Linked DNA regions of Hordeum vulgare: region 2 is linked to region 1. The links are chromatin contacts, called in public Hi-C maps. All regions are on one chromosome and are shown on one strand. Each heading gives the region's core, a stretch centred on a gene start, on an enhancer-like site or on the middle of the called end of the contact. The rest is flanking DNA. Distances are from core to core; before and after follow the strand shown.

Region 1 (2,961 bases), core at 166-2,665:
TCCGTCTCGTCGTACACCGACCTGAGCCAGGCCGCCTCGGCCGCCCTCGCCATCGCCGCGTTGCCCCCGTGCGCCGGCGTAGCCGCAGCGACGGCGGCGGCCTCCGCCGAGTCCCGCGACGACTTGCCGAAGCTCCAACGCTTGGCATTGCTTGCCGGAGGTATCGGCTTCTGGTCCTTGCTCTGCTCCTTCTTACCGCCGCCGCCTAAGAAGCCCCGGATCCACCGCGCCGCCTTGCCCATCGCCGGACCTGACGACTCCGGCCGGACGGCGAGAGGCGGCGGTGTGCTTGCTAGTGAACCACGAGAGCAGTGGCAAGTGTGAGTAAAAGAATGGGAGGTTTGAATAAGAGAGGGAAGCGGAAGGGGGCGCGTGGATGGCGTCGGGTTGGAAATAAAAAGGGAGCTATCTACGCGACGCCATGAGGGCACCCATTTGCGGACAAAGCCGAGCATATTAGCACGGGGCCCTCTCGTGTCCCCTCTCCCTCTCTCTCGTTAACTAAAGAAATAAAAAGAAATGGATTAGCGACGTCCAAGGAAGCGACATTTGCCATGCATGAGATTTTGGTGACCCAAGGTTCAAAAAGAGACAGCGTACGCCCAAAAAGACTCGAACGAGAAAGTATACTACTGGTAGTAGAAGAAGAAAAAACAGGGAATTTAAAGGCGACCAGTTCGAGCACCAAGGGCGTAGTACTATTCCATTTAGCGGAATTCATTCATTTTTGGCAACGAAAACTTATTACTTGACGAGGAAAGAAGGAAAACAATACTATAGGATCTTTTTATTTACCCCGGGGGGGCGGGGCCTCCAGTGCACAGTGCAAGCCATCTGCCGCTGCCCCTCAGCGGCCAAGTTGCCAAGAAAAGCCCACACCCAAGCCCAACAGAGGCACGAGGGAGGAGAGATGCGGCCACGGAACAAGACAATACACGCATGCATGACCCCAAACTCCAAACAGTAGGTCAGGCCCAGTGCAGGAGAGAGAGAATGCATGCATGCCCAGATCGAGCAAGCAACCCTGCAAATTTCAATAACGCGAGCGCATGACAAGAGACGGGTGGCTGGAGCGGAGATGAGATTAGACCATCTTCAGTGAACAGAAGCTTGACTCCCAGTCACTGTTCCCTCCTTCGCAGGCGCGGGCATGCACATATGGCTGCGCGCATATACCACGTACCAACGCACTGCTAGGCTAGGCATGGCAAAGAGGGGCTACAGCCATATGGATCGCACGTACCACCACGAGTGTACCACCCACGATCGCCGATAGGCAACGGACGGAGATATCCTCGAGCCTTGAGATACGATGAGTGATCGTGGAGACGTCACAAGCTAGGACAAGATCACAAGACCCGCACAGACGCAGCTGCATGCCTATCTCCTACGGATTCTCTCCCTTCTTGCAGCTGGCTAGCCTCGCAAAGCTGCAGCTGCAAAAGGTGACGCCAAAAGTTGCTTAAATAGGTAGTCAGAGGTGAAAGGGGGAGGGGAAAAGCCCATCCATCCATCCATGTAAAATGCAGGTGCAAGGCTTATTGGTATTCCATAATCAAAACGTACGGTGAAAGAAAGAAAGAAAAGAAATGTGCGGTTGGTTGGTTTGCATTGGGCCGTATGGTTGCCATCATGCATGCTTCGTGCTTGCGCTTGTAGGTCTGGGTGTGGTTGTGCACGATGATGTTGCCGCCTGCATGTGGGTCTACGTGTGTTAACATGCAGGTAACAGGGCACACGTGCATCTCTGCATCTACGACTACGTACACTGTATGTTTAAGTAACATGACATGCAGCACCCAACCCACACCCAGCGCTACATGGACGGATGGTACGACCGTACCGACGTGTGTGTGTCGCCGTAAGCAAGCATGATGATGCCTTTTGCCATCAAGAAGCGAGCATGCAATCAAAGCGTGGCGCTGGCCGTGCATCTGTGGGTCGCTTTGTTTTGCTCCCCTTGGAAGGTACTCCTAGTCCTGCTCGATCCATCGAGTAGGTTTTGAATTCGAACCTTGCTTAGTTTTTGGGAGGGAAATTTGAGCAGCTGGTGTGGTGGCTGCTATTTGTGTACCAGCACTAGTGACGACAGACATGCGGTACAGTACATTGATTGTGGATGCCGTATTCATCCCGAGTAGTACGTATGTATTGCATCAAACAAAAACAAAACAAAAAAGAGATCCGTTTGCCCTCGGGGTATAAACAGTACAAAAATGGCACGATCATTACATATTGTATGTGATTAAGAAAAAAACATACATATTGTATGTAATTAACGGAGTATAAGTAGCATACATACGTAGTTTTTAATCCAGTTTTCTGGACCGGGTGAGTGGACTTGGTGCAGAAGCTAGAATCACCATGGTCCGCAAGTGGGCAATGGCCATCGATTAGCACTTGAAATGTTACTGCTGCGGCACCGCAGGGCCGGGGCAGGGGTAAAGAGCAAGCAAGCAAGCAAGCAAAGCAGCGCTTTATGATGCGAATTTGAACCCACCCAAGAGAATCAATTCCTACACCTGGCCGGCGGGCCACCGGGTGAGACGCAGTCAAGAAGATGTAGTACGCTGAAACCCTCCGGCCGAGACAGGAAAGCAAGCCCACAAAGGCGAATCATCACGGTAAACAAATACTGTACTCCCCCGTAGATTTGCACCATCGCTCTCCTCACTCTCTCTCTCTCTCTCCGGTTCCAGCGCTCCTCCTTCTCTCTCTACTACGTACAGTACATACCACGTGACGTGAGCCGCCGATTGCCAACCATACCCCTGGCCCTGGGTGACCAACCCAGTCACCGGAAAACGCAGCGGCCGCGGCGGTCAAAGCAGAGGGGCGTTTTGGACAATGCATCCAGCCTTGATGGCCAGCTAGCCAATGACAGCGTGCGACGCCGATCTCGGGCAATTATAGGCTTCGCTTTACGGCCAGGGCCAGTCAGTCGTTCCAACGGGAAATACG
Region 2 (2,961 bases), core at 303-2,802, 710 kb after region 1:
TGCCCAGGGACGAAAACGTTCCCAACACGGATGTCATCGTCGATGATGAGACGGGCCATTGATCCTTCCGTAGTTCCACATCGGGCTCTCAATGAAAGCACCAATGTCGGTGTCAAAATCAGCTAATTTCGAGTAGGGGGTCCGAACTATGGACCTTGGATCGATGGATAACAAGGGACGAAAGAGACAATGTTTACCCAGGTTCGGGCCCTTTTGATGGAGGTAAAACCCTACGTCCTGCTTTTATTGTATTGATGTAGTAGCACAAAGTACAAAGTTGATCTACTTCAAGATTGAATGTTGTGGTTTGAGACCCTAATCGTAATGAGCTTAATCCTCCCATGAACTACGACCCCCTGGTTTATATAGATACCAGGGGTGCTACAACAACAGTTACATTAAGGAAAGGAATATGCACATCACCACGTTGCCTTGGATTGCACGCCAAGTCTTCGGAAGAGTCCATCTTGATTTTAGTATCTCCAATGATGGTCAAACGGCCTAGGAGTCCGACCCACAAGAACGGATAAGTGGCCCGAGGACTCCCTTAATCCCGGACTCCCTCACGAGGCATAGAGCGTGGTGGCCGCAGCTGAAACCTCCGCATCGTGTTGAGCATCTCGTCGCGGTCGGTGGCGCTCGCTCGAGCCGGCTGGCATGGGCCCGGATCGCGGTGGCTTGCCCGTCGGTGTCGGCGAACCACGCGCGATGGACTCAGACATCATGGGAAGGAGGGCGCGGCCGAGAGAAGTCAGACCACAGTGCGGGGAGGAGGGTGTAGCGGAGAGGAGACATGCCATAGTGCGGGGAGGACGACACGACGGAGGATGTGGGCCGACGGCGGATCCAGGTGAGGTGGGAGGCGCGATTGCTCGACTCGGGAGTGTTTTTTTTGTCAAACGTGTCCACAGGTGGGACAGGGCAATACATAACATTTTTTTCACTTATTTAGTGGATTGCAAGTTAATTTACTTAATACCATAAGGGCATTTTGCAAAATCACTCCAACCGTAAGTGAACAAAAACGATGACAGCTTTATTATTAGGTAAATATTTACATTAATGATGGAGTACCGACAAAACAACATACTACCTCCGTCCAAGTGTATAAGGCATGCGCGTAGTTCTAGGTTGTCAATTTAACTAGCTAAATATATATTATATGTGATAAAAATTACATATTCAGAAACTACACCCTCACATGAATCTAATGGTATATTATTTATTACATATAATATATATTTAAATAGTTAAATTAACGACCTAGAACAACGCGCATGCCCTATACACCTGGACGGAGGGAGTACACACTTTTATTTTCTAAAAGTAAAGACTCTCCTTTTCCTCAAAAAATAGGAGTGAGACTCTCCCTACCACCGTCCACCGCCAGGTCCGATAAATCCAACGGCTCGTAGTTCCTCGCCACGTCCCCGGCCAATGGCGTGCGCCATAGAGCCTACGCGTACGTGTCCGAACCACCCGCATGCGTCCGATCATGGATCCGACGGTGCATCTGGTTTTTCCCCCTCTGGAAGTCTCGCCAAGCGACTACCAGTTTATTCTACTTGTCCGCCCAGCCCAAGCGAGCACGAAACCGACGACGAGACCCGAGAGAGGCCGAGACTTAGAACATCCGAAATTCCGAATCCATCGCCCCTCCCCCAAGCGACGAGATGTCTTCACCCGGAGAGTGAGTCCTCTCGAATCATACAGGAATTTCGCATCGTCTTTTGCTCAATTCCCAAATTCCTAGGCACAGATGCGGTTATTCTTATTGGGATCGATGGTTTGGGTGGGGCGATTGACGGAGAAACTGGAGTAGTATTGTTCGGATTGTACTCTATTTTCGCATGCTTGAGCTAATTGGATGGGACTGTGCTGGCGTTGCAAGGGAGCGAGGGGGCGGGTGCGGCGGGGCACGCTCTAGTGTATTTTAGTGAGGTTATTAAATGTTTTTGTGACGAATTTAGTTGTGTTAGTTGGGTTCCAAGGGTCCGGGATTGGGACTACCTTGGAGAGTTAGCGCTGTTCGTTTTGTGTTATTTCGTTGGTCTGATCTGCTTCTTTCTGTAGTGTTGCACACAGCTAGTACTGTATCTGGCATGGTTTGGCAGCTGCCATACCTAAATCTTTCTGCCAATACACCTAGTATACATTACATACTAGTACATGTAAACTTTGAACCGATTAGTTTCATTGCGCGTTAGGCCTTGTTGCTGCGGACGGCCTGATGCATCGATCACTGGGTTTGCGAGTTATGACTTGATCCCACAAATGAACTAAGCACACGAATACATGATCTGACGCCAGTTACAAAATCCCAAAAAGTCGAAACAATTGTGATCATGTGCGGATGCGGCAGGGAACACAACAGCAGCGAGCATAGAGACCGCTGGCCGGCCGGTGAGTCGGGCTAGACAGCAAGGATGCGAGGGCGACTGGGCTAGTGTGCAGAAAACGTTGAAGAGGGAGGGCAAGTACTCCCTCTGTAAAGAAATATAAGACGTTTGTACACGAATACATGATCTAAACGCTCTTATATTTCTTTATAGAGGGGTACATATGGAAGATACATAATTGGAATTGAACTTGTTTTGGAACAAATTTTGTTAGCACCCACCGAACGTTGTTGAAACTACTTGGTTAGTATTGGGTTTTGGTTGTACTTGCCGAACACAAAATAATACATACCTAGTTAGTATTTTAGTAAACTCATGCATTGCTATATTGTACATGGTTTTCTCCTTCATAAATTTCGCCACACCTAAAATTTATTCTTGCCTTCGCCACTGGGTATATATAAGAGATTATCCTTGTGAGTTTGTGACATGTATGGGCAACAGTGGGAGCTCGTCTTTCATACCGGAGCAGGAGGTCATGGCCCCCTTTTCTGTTTCAGGATAACCGAGCCCTGAATTGGTGGTTCTACCAATTGATTGTTGTGGGCTGTGAGATCCGTAA

What was found. A called contact is a pair of places that touch in the nucleus more often than the background predicts.
Region 2: a Hi-C map of leaf shows a contact between it and region 1, with 4 times the contacts expected there. The contact joins the promoter of LOC123427320 here to the promoter of LOC123408184 in region 1. A contact is called at or near these places in 2 of 6 Hi-C or Micro-C datasets (leaf and seedling) and 1 of 1 datasets of contacts at active chromatin or transcription factors (embryo).

What each region holds. Positions count from the first base shown.
Region 1 is chr1H:143,984,877-143,987,837 of MorexV3_pseudomolecules_assembly, forward strand. It overlaps LOC123408184 (protein IQ-domain 26-like), which reads right to left and starts at 1,416. Exons shown (of 4, transcript XM_045101361.1): 1 at 1,244-1,416; 2 at 1-292. The coding sequence starts at 242.
Region 2 is chr1H:144,694,040-144,697,000 of MorexV3_pseudomolecules_assembly, forward strand. LOC123427320 (derlin-1) reads left to right here and starts at 1,553. Exons shown (of 7, transcript XM_045111334.1): 1 at 1,553-1,690. The coding sequence starts at 1,674.